Regions from separate parts of the Mus musculus genome. Here regions 2 and 3 are each linked to region 1. Evidence: chromatin contacts called from public Hi-C data. All regions are on one chromosome and are shown on one strand. The core of a region is the stretch at or near the end of the contact, and the rest is flanking DNA. Distances in the headings are between cores, read along the strand shown.

The links. Hi-C and Micro-C count contacts between places; a contact is called where the count stands out from the background.
Region 2: a contact with region 1 is called in a Hi-C map of epidermal suprabasal cells, with 4 times the contacts expected there. The contact joins two enhancer-like sites. A contact is called at or near these places in 3 of 484 Hi-C or Micro-C datasets (CD4 T cells, epidermal suprabasal cells and gonadal supporting cells).
Region 3: a Hi-C map of liver shows a contact between it and region 1, with 1.9 times the contacts expected there. The contact joins two enhancer-like sites. A contact is called at or near these places in 1 of 15 datasets of contacts at CTCF or cohesin (pro-B cells), 7 of 484 Hi-C or Micro-C datasets (CD4 T cells, ECoMG myeloid progenitors, Sertoli cells and 3 more) and 2 of 115 datasets of contacts at active chromatin or transcription factors (embryonic stem cells and large pre-B cells).

Annotation. Positions count from the first base shown.
Region 1 is chr15:96,545,425-96,549,809 of GRCm38.p6, forward strand. No RefSeq gene overlaps it. Among named protein-coding and RNA genes, the nearest start is that of Gm32457, 34 kb to the right of the region's middle. Within about 2 kb of position 2,012, at least 74 of the 459 cell types and tissues checked have an H3K27ac peak or open chromatin away from gene starts, as enhancers often do. A contact at or near this core is called in epidermal suprabasal cells and liver, where this site is marked.
Region 2 is chr15:96,876,484-96,880,868 of GRCm38.p6, forward strand. No RefSeq gene overlaps it. Among named protein-coding and RNA genes, the nearest start is that of Gm32677, 40 kb to the left of the region's middle. Within about 2 kb of position 2,503, at least 21 of the 459 cell types and tissues checked have an H3K27ac peak or open chromatin away from gene starts, as enhancers often do. A contact at or near this core is called in epidermal suprabasal cells, where this site is marked.
Region 3 is chr15:96,856,049-96,860,433 of GRCm38.p6, forward strand. No RefSeq gene overlaps it. Among named protein-coding and RNA genes, the nearest start is that of Gm32677, 20 kb to the left of the region's middle. Within about 2 kb of position 1,888, at least 10 of the 459 cell types and tissues checked have an H3K27ac peak or open chromatin away from gene starts, as enhancers often do. A contact at or near this core is called in liver, where this site is marked.

The sequences.
Region 1 (4,385 bases), core at 762-3,261:
TGAGTTCTGAGAAGGTGTCAAAGTGTTCCTCGGACGCAACTCTCAGGGCCACACAATTGGAGTAGGAGACCAGAGAATTACCTAGCCTAGTAGAAGCACGTACCACATTGTGTGAATTTTCCTGGGAAGATGTGATCAAATATCTATCCATCCTTATAGGGCACCAACTTCAGGCCAAAGTAGCAAATCCCTCCAAATCTAGCTCGGGCTACCACAATGAGTTTGCTTGGCTTGCATGCAGGAGCACGGGTGAGGGAATTCTCACAGGACATGTGATCCGTCCCAACAGAGCTGATTGTCATAACCCCCCTGCTCCCACCCCCGCTTGGGTGATTCCCTCCGCACAGCTGCAGAGGTGGGCTTCCCCTCCACATCCAAGCTGTGCAGATTCTAGCACCTAATAGGATCGTGCCTGAACTGCGAAAGTGGACGGAAGTAAGTATGCACATGTCTCTAACAAACGCCGAACACTCACATAAGAAATCCAGGTGTACTGTTTTGATTCAGTCAGAAGGTGTCGTACTAGTGAGGAAAAGCTTTTGACGGAGAACTGTTGTATGTAACCAGGTAGGAAAATGCCTGATCAGAGAGAGTCCTGATCATAGCTAGCACCACTTGCTCCACCCTAAAGGAATACATTGGATGGTTGGAAGAGCCCCTGGTTTACTCTGCCTTTACGTATTAGCATTGGCCTGAATCGTTTCGTTTGGTTTTGCTTTGTTTACCGAGACAGGGTTTCTCTGTGTAGCCCTGCCTGTCCTGGACTCGATTTGTAGACCAGGCTGGCCTCGAACTCAGAGATCCTCCAGCCTTGCCTTCCGGGTGGAAGGTTTAAAGACCGGTGCCACCACCTAAGTTCCCGACTGACAGCTGTAAGTCTTTGCCTGAGCACCTAGCTGTAAATCGCTGGCGTTGAAAAGCTTGGAACAGGAAGGGCAAAACTCCTCCATTGCGCTCTCAGCTGAGCGTAGCCATCTTTAAACCCTTTCATCACCCCAGAAGGAAGCTTCGACCCAGAAAGCAGTCAATACCACTCACCTTCTCAGATTTTAGCAGCCATCAGCCTAGCCTGCCGTCTCTGCAAGCTGGCCAGTTCTAGACATGCTGTGTAAATGGTTCCGTATTGTCTGTGGCCTTTTGACTGTCTTTTTCCACTTGGCATGAGTGAAGGCTGTGGTGATTTCAGGGTTCATCCACTCTAGAGAGTCAACACTTCCTTTCTATTATGGCCATGTAGCAACCCATTGGATGGGCATTGGGAGTGTGTCCACTCGGGTGTGAATAGCATTGCTGGAGACATTCGTGCACGTGTTTTTGTTTCTCTGACATACAGAGATGGGGCACTGCTGGGTCTCGTAGGGAGCCCATGCTCAGTCATTTGAGATGTGTTCTAAACTTGCTATACATTTTGTGCTCCTACCAGCAACGTTGGAGGCATCCATTCCCCCTTATCGGGGCCTGCTATTTTTTTTTTTAATTTTAGACCTATTTATAGATTTGAAATGGCACCTCTCTTAAGTTTGAGAAGGGCTTTTTTGTTGGTGGGATTTTTTTTTTTTTTTTTGGTTTTTCAAGACAGGGTTTCTCTTTATAGCCCTGGCTGTCCTGGAACTCACTTTGTAGACCAGGCTGGCCTCAAACTCAGAAATCCGCCTGCCTCTGCCTCCCGAGTGCTGGGATTAAAGGCATGCGCCACCACGCCCGGCTTGGTGGGATTTTTTTTAATGTACATGGGTGGTTTTTAGATGATGTTTTTACACTTTTACTTACTCAAGAATCAAGAAAAGTAAGGCCTGAGGAAGGATGTGAGGATTTGTGTGTGTGTGTGTGTGTGTGTGTGTGTGTGTGTGTGTGTAAGAAAGCTGCCAGAACCCAGATAAATGAACTGCTATCTTAATCCCATGCTCCTGGAAAGCCAAGAGCGTGTACCTCTCTTGTCGGGACTGGAAGGACACAAATTGATTGCCCAATTAGGGAAAGGTTTCAGGAAGGTGAGTAAGGTTTCTATGTTCCTGCCCTGATTACTCAACAGGCTTGGTTAACAGGCTAAATGGGTTCAGGGCCTGCGAGCTGGGGGCAGGAGACTGTGGCTAAGTACTGCTGGACAGATGCCAAAAACAATTTTAAAAAAAATAAAATAAAATAAAATAAGGCAACAAGGCAAAACTGCTCAAGCATCCAACGCCATCCAGAACAAGGCTGACACGCTGGGGCTTGCCGTTTACATCATAGTGAAGCAATTACAATATACATAGTTTCTTGTTATGGGTGAGGGGCCGTTTGTGAGCCAAGTAGTACCTCTCAAATTACACCCCCCCCCCAGAATCTGCAAATTCATACAGGCAATGGATTAATATGGAAAGAAGGTTAGATCTGGTCCTCGTGCTGGGTGCTAAGGAAACCAGCTGTCCTCGGCATAGGGGATTTTTTCCCCACACTTGTTCAGGCCTGGAAAACTTCAAATAGCCCTCGTTTTCACTGGATCTTTTGCTCTCTGGCATTGCTCACACAGCCCAACAGCTTCTGATGTCATGGCGCAACACTGCCGGTCCTCTGCCAAGAGCCCTTGCTGAGGGCACGCTTCACCCGTCAGAACCCAGCTTTTACTGTTCTTGGCATCCGTCGAAAGCAGTTGCCTGTGTGAAAGTAACTCTTCTTTAAAACACGCAGCGTGCCTGCCTTTCATACAATGGCGTTGTCACGGATTCTCTGGGGCAGCTGAGCCTTGGCCTCCTGGGACAGAACGCACAAGAGCTTGGGCTGCCTTTGAACTCTAAGGACAATGGGATTTGAGCTTTTACCCAGCCTTTAAAAAAAAAAAACAAAACAAAACAGCAATCTGTTCTAAACAGTGGCTTAGTATTTGCTGGGTAGCGTTCTCTCGTTACCTTTTCCCGTTAGCTCAGAAGAAACAAGGGCTCTGGGCCCACACTTGAAGTCATTGTGGTAGTAACAGGGTGACCTTCACTGTGGACCTACTGTGTGACACACGCACTGGACTAGGCAATTCACAACAGACAATCCAGCCCCCTTTATTCCCTTCAACTGCTCCATGGGGAGACCAGCTGCTTCATTCCTTATCCATAGATGAGGACGCTGAGTCAGAAAACGCAGGAAGCCCAAGCTCACTTTGCTTTTAAAATGATAAAGGCCTCCTACTCAGTGTGAGTCAAATCTGAACCACAATCCCTGCCACATACACTGTCCCCAAGACAAGGTCTTGTGGGGACTCCTACACACACGTGCCTGCAGACACACACTCGCATACCGCTCTGCTCTCCACCGCCCAGGACACCGGAGCACTGAGCTCACTGAGAGACGTCCACTGAGTCTCTCCAAAAGAAGAGATTCTGAAGATGGCTCCAGACGCCCTGTGCGATGCTGGTGGTCCAGACGCACTGCTGTGTCCTATTGCTCTCTTAACCTAAGAACAAAGCTCTACTTCTGTCCCCTTTACCTGGGGACTGTGCTCCAAAAGGGAGGCCCGGGGCAGGCCGGGGTCGGATCGGTACGCTCTGTGTCTCTTTGGTGGGGAAGCAAGCTCTGTCTCTCTCTCTCTCCATTCTCATTTCCTGTAGTGGTTTAAGGACAGGCTGTTTGGAGGAAACTGCAGCAAGGGCTTGTGGCAAAGTGTCTTCTGTAGACATTTGGTCATCTCTTCATGCACCAAGCAAGATGGCCCTCTCTTCCTAAACTCTCTAGTAAATAGTTAATGAGAACTAGCTTAGATTAATGTGAAAACTATCACCCCAACAGAGAAAATCAGTTCCACAGAACACTTCAAGAACATACACTAAACACTAATAAAGGTAAGTAGCAGCCGGGCGTGGTGGCGTTCGCCTTTAATCCCAGCAGAGGCAGAGGCAGGAGGATTTCTGAGTTCGAGGCCAGCCTGGTCTACAAAGTGAGTTCCAGGACAGTCAGGACTATACAGAGAAACCCTATCTCGAAAAAAGAAAAAAAAAAAAAAAAAAAAGATAAGTAGCAAGTCTCAAGGGACAGCATCCCAGCATGCCCTTCGAAAAGGATGGCAGAACCCTTCTATCCTCAAAGCTGAGATCTGTGTTTAAAGTTTCCTGCTCTCCTAAATGACCTTGGAATCCTATCTGCTGGTGGCCAGAACGTCAGTCTGAAAGCAAGGTAACCTAACACCAGAAAAGGGATTTTTGCAATGAGCTTGGTGTTTGCTAGATTGTCTTTAGAGAAGTCTTTGCACGGCTTGGGACCTGGATCCCTGACTAGGGAGGGGCCTGGAAGGGAATAAATAAGACACACTAAAGAAATGACAGCCAGACAGAAAGAAAAGGTAAGATCCAGTGGTCTGGGCTCTCGGATGGAGAAACGCAATTCTCTAGAAGTTTGGCATGTTTATGTCGGTGTGTGTG
Region 2 (4,385 bases), core at 1,253-3,752, 330 kb after region 1:
GCGCAAATCCTGCACCAGACTGTGCTGTCAAGAACGGCTCCATTGTAGACGGGGGACACGACCCACACCAGCTGTAACTGGCTCCTAAGAGAGGTGAATCTTGCTGGTGGGAGATAGATGCACTCTCTTCTCCTGATGACCATGCTGATCTGACTGCACTAGGCAGCCCCAGCGCTTGCTGGTTGCTGGACTTGCTGGGAGGTGAATCTGAGTTGGGAAGACAGGAAAGAAAGGGTAGAAGAAGGGAAGTCACAAGTGTGGGGAGGAGATGAAGAGCTAGGAGAACATCAATGTGAAGGCTCCTGAGACGCCTGGGTGTCGAGTGGCCGAAGGAATCTGAAGATCAAGCAAGCTTAACATTTAACAGAGGTGTTTCTGATGGGCACAAGCCCTGCGCCTTTGGGGAAGTCGGCCGTAAGTACTCATTCTCTGTGGACTTCCTTTTGGTTTTGGATCAAAAATTATGGGAATGGTTTCATCCTCTGGGTGGGACAGGGTCGGCCTAAGATGAGCGAGTAGAGAAACTCTTACAGAGCTGAGGTTGTTTGTGGAATGTACCACCTCCTCTCTCGACAGCTCTCCCTGTCTCGTCTACTCCGAATGGCCAGCGGCTTGTTGGAGGCTTGGGTTCTCAGGAAAGCCATGGAAGGATGGTTGAACCAAGGAGAAAGTCGAGGCCAGCTGACACTCTGTTGTATTTAAGAAGCTTGAAAATGTGCTTCCTTATTAAGGGAGAAAGTAGGAGTGGAAATTTTTATTCTCTAGCACTGCGCTTTCTGTCCAAACGTTAATTATTTGTGGCACACGAGGCTGCTGGCATTTTGTGATATAAACACACCAGTCAGTGAGCCTGCACTTGGATTTTTTTTTTTAAAGTCAAGTTGAAGCTGGTCAACTTTGTGTCAAGTATAGCAAACAGATCTCTGGAATCTGGCGATGGTTTCGAAACCATTTCATGCGCATGAATTTAATTTACTGAGGCATAATTGTAGGCTGCCTCTCTAGCATCTGCCATGCAGCAGAGGGGGGCGTGTGTGTGGAAATCTCTTCAGGAAGCAGTATGGCAGTGTGAGGCTTGTAGACTGGTACCTACGTGTTTAAAGAGGCCACATTTTTGGGCTTGTCATCGCTTATGAATAATAGCCACGGTATATTGTAAAGTCCATACCATTGGCCGACTGCTCCAACTTGTTTTCTAATGAGTCTGAGGTTTAATTTGTTTACATTGCTTCAGTGGATGCCCTGGCATTGATAGAGAGGAATAACGCACATAAAGGAAGAGAAAAACTGAAGGCAGAAAGACAAAGGGAGGCAGACTGTCCGGGTCCTTGTCACCGGGAAGCCTCCTGTGCTGTTTCTGACCTACATGCAGGGAACTGACAGTGGTGTTGAGGGAAGTGCTCAAGGAGAAGTTATTTGTTGGAACAATCCCTGTATGGTATGTCTTAGCATTCGAGAATCTTCTAGAAGACACTTGGAGTATACAAACAGGAGAAGCGCTTGACTACTGATCGGCATTTAGCCACAACTATGCCAGTCTCCTAGTCATGGGGAAGACTGACTGCCAAGTTCCAGGCCGGTTCTACCCCCGGTCGAGTCCTTACATGCTTCTGTGAAGCTTAGGCAAGATTTCATTTTCTCATGATTCATAGAGCTCACTGTTCGATGGCACACGATATATATTCCCCTCAAGGAGAAGATGACACAGCCCAACAGGTTTCATGGAAATCCAGAATGGGAGTCACATATTAAGCAGTCTTAATCCAAGCAATTGTTACTAAATTTGTAATGGTGTAACTTTGTAGACATGGACATCCTGCTGTTGGGTTTCTAAACTTTGTTCTCAGAAGTCTGCCTCTGTCCTATGCTTGTCCACCTTTACCCAGCAGAGCTGTGTGTGAGATAGGGGTGGGGGTGGGGGAATGGGGTGGATTCATGCTTTTCTTTTTTTTTAAAGATTTATTTATTTTATTTTATGTATATGAGTACACTATAGATGTACAGATGATTGTGGGCCACCTCCATGTGGTTGTTGGGAGTTGAGTTTTTAGGACCTCTGCTCTCTCTGGTCGAACCCGCTCGCTCAGTCCCTGATCGCTCCAGCCCAAAGATTGATTTATTATTACACATAAGTACATCATAGCTGTCTCCAGATGCACCAGAAGAGGGTGTCGGATCTCATTACGGATGGTTGTGAGCCACCATGTGGTCGCTGGGATTTGAACTCCAGATCTTCAGAAGAGCAGTCAGTGCTCTTAACCGCTGAGCCATCTCTCCAGCCTGGATTTCTGCTTTTCATGTTAATCTGTACGAAAATTCACCTTCATAAAGTCTGTTTCCTCCTCCTCTTCCCTTTCCTCTTCTGGCATCAGGCTCTGAGAGCATTCATTCATCCTTGTGTGCCTGCAAGCTCATTATTTATTTCTTCCAGACTGTCACCATTCACAAAATCTCGAGGGTGACGTAAGCAAATTCACTGAATCACTGGTGAAAACCGGTGTAGAAAGCAGGGCAAAGGGAAGCCTGTGGCACGCCTCTGGTGCCTGCCCTTCTGGAACCTTCTCTCTGTGGGTGCAGTTGTTGAACAGCTTAAAGATCATTTATTCAAGAAACACTGGCTGCTGCCTGAACTGGGCTTTGTGGAAGGAAGCTGACCTTGTCCCTGAATCTAAATAGCCCTAAGGAGCAAGGCAGACAAGCCCAGTCACAGCCTCTTCACAGCTCCTTTTGGTTTGCTGACAACTATATGTTCTGACATGGAGGTTTATTAAATTAAAAATAACTTATAGCAAAACATAGATGAAATAAAAGCAAAAGGTATTTGGTGAACATTTTACAGTTTAGGCCACTTGGGAGCTTACACATGAAAAAACAACATTGAATGACCCCCAAAGACAAAAATTCTGTTCTTTTTTTCTTTAGATATTATCTTACTGTATAGGCCAAGCTAGCCTATAACTCACAGTCCTCCTGAGTCAGCCTCTGAGATGCCGGAATTACAGGTGCATGCCATGACGCTCGGCTTCTCTATTTACTCTTGAAGAGTTTCAAGTGCCCAAGAAATACCTCATCTATGTTTGAGGGGGACGAGCAGGCGATGACTGGAGAGGAGACAAGGCAAAGACTGACATAAATGGTTTGTTTATCTACCTGGCTGCATTCCTTATTTCAATCTGTCAATCTCTGGGTCCACGTCAGGTACTCTATGCTGATTTGGATCGAAATAAATAAACTGTGAGTGAAGCAAGACCAAAGTATTAATATTAATAGCAAAAAATATCCACTTTGTGCTATTAATATTTCAAAAATATTAGAAACAGATCATTAAATTACCTAAAAAATCCTACTACAATTTGGACTATAGCTGCATTAAAATATTGGCTTTCCCAATTCAATATTGTATTTTGTTGCTTTTTGTTAATACTTGTTTACTGCATATGAATTTACGCATGTGAAGGCCACTTGTGAAGGCCAGTCTTCTACTATATGGGTCTTAGAAATAGAAATTGTGTCGTCACGCCTCTTAGCAAGTGCCTTTACCTGCTGAGCTATCTCCCTGGCTCCCATATCAGTATTTTGACCAGGAACGTGATATAATACTCATGTCATTGCCGAACAGAGGAGAAGCCATGCCGTCTTTGGGACTGTGTAACTAAGAGAAGCCATGCCGTCTTTGGGACTGTGGTGGCCATGTCTGCATAGGAGAGGAAAAGCAGACACGGTAGGACAATCATTCAGTTGTGCAACTGGTGTTTGAAGTGTCCACGTGATATCAAGCAGAGATGGTACTGATCTGGGTGTTGGCACTGAGACTAGAAGACCAGGCCAGCCAGCCTTCCTGTCTGGCCTGTTGGTGTCTCTGGAAGTACGGACAGGCTCATAGCAAGAACAGATAGAACACGGTGAATGAGCTTGCATGTGCTTGCCCTCATTTGCTTTCTGTGGCTGTGATAAACACCATGACCAGACGCGACTTGGGCGAGGAAAGGGTTTGATCGTCTCACACTTCCACTGCACATTCCGTCACTGGGTAAATTCAAGCAGGAACCTTTGCAGAGAGAGACTATGGAGGGATGCTGCTTACTGCCTTCCACCCAGGTTCATGCTTAGATTCTTTTCCTATACAGCCCAGTCTCATCTGTCTAGGGATGGTGTTGCCCACAGTGGGCTAGGCTCTCTTCCATAATTTGCCATCAAGAAAATGCCCCCACAAACATGCCGACAGGCCAAGGGGATGGAGGCAGCTCTTCAACTGAGGTTCCTTCCCGAGTGTGTCAAATTTACAAGTTCAGGCCTCGTAGTGCTGATTTGAAACTTTCCTACAGTTTTCTCTTGCTGTTGTTGTTGTTGTTGATAGTGACACAGTTGTGGGAAAATAAAGCTTA
Region 3 (4,385 bases), core at 638-3,137, 310 kb after region 1:
TGTGTTCTGGTTCATTCATCCATCTATTCATTAGGTGTTTAGTGAGAACTTACTGTGTGTGACATACTTAGTTAAAGGACAGTGTCTTAGTGTTCTGTTGCTGTGAAGAGACACCATAACCATAGCAACTCTTATAAAAGAAAACATTTGATTAGAGCTTACAGTTTCAGAGCTTTAGTCCATTGATGTCATGGTGGGGAACATGACAGCACACAGGCAAACATGATGCTGGAGAAGTCGCTGAGAGCTACATTCTGATCCACAAGCAGAGAGACTTTGGGTTTGGCACGGACTTCTGAAACTTCAAAGCCCACCTCCAATGACACACTTCCTCCAACAAGGCCACACCTCCTAATCCTTTCAAATAGTGCCACTACCTGGGACCAAGCATTTGAATCTATGAGTCATTCTCATTCAAACCACCACATATGAAACAGAAACAGTCATGGTCTCTAGGACTCCAGAGTATGGGGTGCTGAGGCTATGCCAACGGATAGCTCAGTGTTGTGTAAAAATGCCACAGTTACAGCAGGCAGAGAGTGGTGCAATTCCAGGTGAAGGGGGTGCTGTGGAGGGGTAACAGAGCCAAGATGGTGGATGTTCGAGTTGTAATTAAAGAGCAAATAGAGATATTTGCCTAGAGGACAGTGGGAGAAGTAGTCACGGAAGGGGGTAGCCTGGGCAAAGGGCACAGTCCTAAGGAGGAGCTTGTGGGTAGGGTGTGAGGGGTCATAGGGGGTAATGCTCAATGGTGTCACTGATAGACCCTCACCCTCACTCATGGGGGCAGTTCTGACCCAGAAAAGGGCCTGACTAGACTTTGGTGATTGACAGATGACTCTAGACATCCTGAAGCTGCTGCGCTGGAGGGAGGCGTGCAGAGACTCATGGGTAAGGAGAGCAGATCACCACTGTGACTGTACCACATGTAAGCACACACTGCTCCCTTCGCTGTGGAGTGGGACGGGGCTGCGTAAATGCTGTGTCTACACTGAGCACAGGTCTAAGATGTTCAGTTGGCTCTTTTTTTTTTTTTTTAAGACTGGGTCTTGTGTGGTTACAAGGCTGGCCTTGAACTTGCTGTGTAGGCAAGGATGGCCTTAAACTCATAATCCTCATGTTTCTGCCTCTAGTGTGATGGGATTACAGGCGTACATTTAGGTCTTATGATATAATTCAAAGCCTCAGAAAGCCAGGAAAACCTATTAAGACAAGGGAAGTCAGACACGGAGCAGTTTTTGGTTTCTTTGTGTACACATGTTATTTTTCTACATTCAGGCCAAAAGCTTTCAGGTTATTATTAGCCCATTTGAACATCTCACCAACATAAGGCTAATAACAATGTGAACTTGATTTTACTTTATGCACATTGGTGTTTTGCTTGCATGTATGTCTGTGTGAGGATGTCGGATCCCCTGGAGTTACTGACAGCTGTGAGCTGCCATGTGGGTGCTGAGACTTGAACCCAAGTTCTTTGGAAGAACAGCCAGTTCTCTTAACCACTGAACTATCTCTCCAGCCCCAACAGCGTGAACTTGTGTTAAACCCACTCTAACTGGGATTTAAGGAAGGCATTTCTAAAGGAATTCTCCAACAGGGCAAATGAGAAGGTTCAATTTCACTAAAAACCTGGACTTGATACATACATTTAGTTGTAGTTTTACAAATATGTTTGACAACCAAGCCCTAAAGACACATTTTGACTAAAGATTCCTTTGTCCTCAAAAGAAGGAAGGAAGGGAGGGTGCTGTTAAATCCAGGAGCTATTTTTTTCTGTTTTTGCTCTCACCTTCGCCATTTCTGTGGCTGAGACTCTGAACAGGGAGTGCTGGGGCAGATCCCCTCTAGCAATCCAACCAGGTCAAGGGTAACAGGCAGACAAGGAAAAACAAACATTTAAAGGCAACAATGTTGCAGAAATGAAGCCGGTGGGAGGGGTAAGCCAGACTCTTTTACTTTGACTGTGAGATAACGTCCTAACAGGTGCTGGGACTTAGGTCAACATTATTAATAGAATGGAAATTCTAATGGGAGCAGCAGAGTGATCCTGGGAGCTAAGCACTAAGACCCTGGTAAGGAGCAAATGGTCTCAAATATCCCCTTGTCACAGAAGGGGTCCTCGTCGCCAGCTACACCTCCCTCTCCTACCTCATTTACCTCAGTGTTAGGCATCACTTTATCCTGCCTTGAATGCTGTTTGGTTTAACTGGAATCTACCAACATACTTACCTACCTCGTCCCTCTATTGGGGTTGCTGCTGGTGTAGCATAGAAAGGCCTTTGAAACAAGCTGGTATGTTACTCCAAATATTTCCCAGCATCTAAGGCTTCTAGATAGCAGTTACCCATTGGAATGGCAGGTGAGGAGTGCTGGCTCCCGACAGCTTAGATTTCTGACTCTGCCTCTTAGGCATGTGGCCCAAGGATAGTTCTATCCTTCTCTGTCTGACTTTCTCCCAGCACATGAATGATGAACTTCTGCGGTTGTACTTTGATTTTTTATTTATTTTTGAAACATGGCTTCAGTCTTAGCCCAGGCTGGTAAGAACTCAGTACATAGCACAGGCTGGCTTAGAACTTTTGGCAATCCCTCTGTCTCAACCATTTGAGTTCTGGAATCACAGAGTTGACCCACCTTATCTGGCTTGAATGATGTACTTTTAAAACCCATAAAATGTGACTTCTGTTGTCTACTACTTAATATTGGGCCGCTACTGTTAACATGCGTTCACAGTTTCAAGATTATTACAAATGGGAAACTTCCTCCAGCTCATACCTGTGAGTGGCTCACCTTATTTTAACAGAGTAGAGCCAAGATAGTCTACAGAATCAGCAGTGTGATGGCTGAAGAGACCAAAGAACGAGCCATGGTTAGACTCCCCAATAAATGGTGAAGATGGGAGTGGTTTCTCACATGGCCTGTCAAGTTCACCCAGGACACATGGGTCTTCATTTGGATTAGAAGCATGTGTGTGTGTGTGTGTGTGTGTGTGTGTGTGTGTGTGTGTGTGTGTGTGTGTGTGTATAAGCACTATGAACAACGTGGGTGCACTATGGGCAGTATGGGAGCACTATGAGCAATGTGAGAGCACTATGAGCAATGTGGAAGCACTATGGGACTTGTGAGAGCACTATGGGAAGTATGGGAGTACTATAGACAAAGTGGGAGCACTATGGGATATGTGGGAGTACTATGGGCAATGATACACACGCAGGAGGGCAGCTTTCAAGGTGGATTGTTCTGGAAGGAGAAAGTGAATGAAAGCTGGGAGGGACTGGTGAGACTGTGGTGCTAAGCCCTGAACACTGTGCTAAAGGAGCTGGATAAGGTTCAGAAAGTAATGGTTCAGCCCCTGAAGAAACTATTGAAACTATTTAGGGCAGCACAGGGGCATATTTCTGTTTTAGAAAATCCACATCAATGGGGAACCTGCTGGATGGTAGGGATCGAAGGAGGAGATAAGAGCAGAGTTAAAAGGCTTTAATGCTATTTTAAGGGAAAACACGATATGGGCCTGAGTGATTACAGCAGAGACAGGGAGGGAAGATTGACCACGGCTGTGTCCATTGGACAAGGTCATCAGACTGAAGATCACATCCACTCTAGAGAAAAAGGAGAAACAATGTCTAAGGCATGTGCCTACTCTGAGCAACTAGATAATATTAGGAAGCAGACACACAGTGTCTCACTCAAAGAAATTCACTGTTGAACAGGAGAGGGACAAACAATTTTTTAAAAGAGCGCACAGCATGGATTAGGATTGGGGAATTTTCAAGCCTGTGTTACGTCTGTGGCAGTCTGCAGAGTGCTTTGCACATGCCTTTCCTCTGTATGTTTATGCCAATCTGTAAACATAGCCTCTCCCAGTCATCACCTGTGAGTGGGTATGGAGCCTTGGCAGGATTTTTGAGGCCCTAAGTGACTTTCCCTCTGGATTTAGCTTTCTTATATATATTATATATTTTGAAGCCCAAGGAGCTACATCAAAAATTCATCCTTTCCTTTACAAAATGTAACCTCTTATTCCAAAGAAGAGGCGCGTGCAAACCGTCACTAGTCATTTGTCCACAAAGAGTCCCTGTCTTGGGTCTGGTCTTGTGCACAGGACAAGGAACGGATGAAATTTCTGTTATCAGGGAGAAGGGAAAAGAAGTACAGACTACATGGGGTTAACCATTATGGAATATTGTTGGAAAATCAGTTCAGATGACTTAGTAAGTTTTAGGCAGATAGAAACTTAATTCATAAGGGTTTTGTTTGTTTGTTTGTTTTTGGGTTTTTTTTTTTCTTGTTTTTTGTTTTTTTGAGACAGGGCTTCTCTGTATAGCCCTGGCTGTCCTGGAACTCACTTTGTAGACCAGGCTGGCCCCGAACTTAGAAATCTG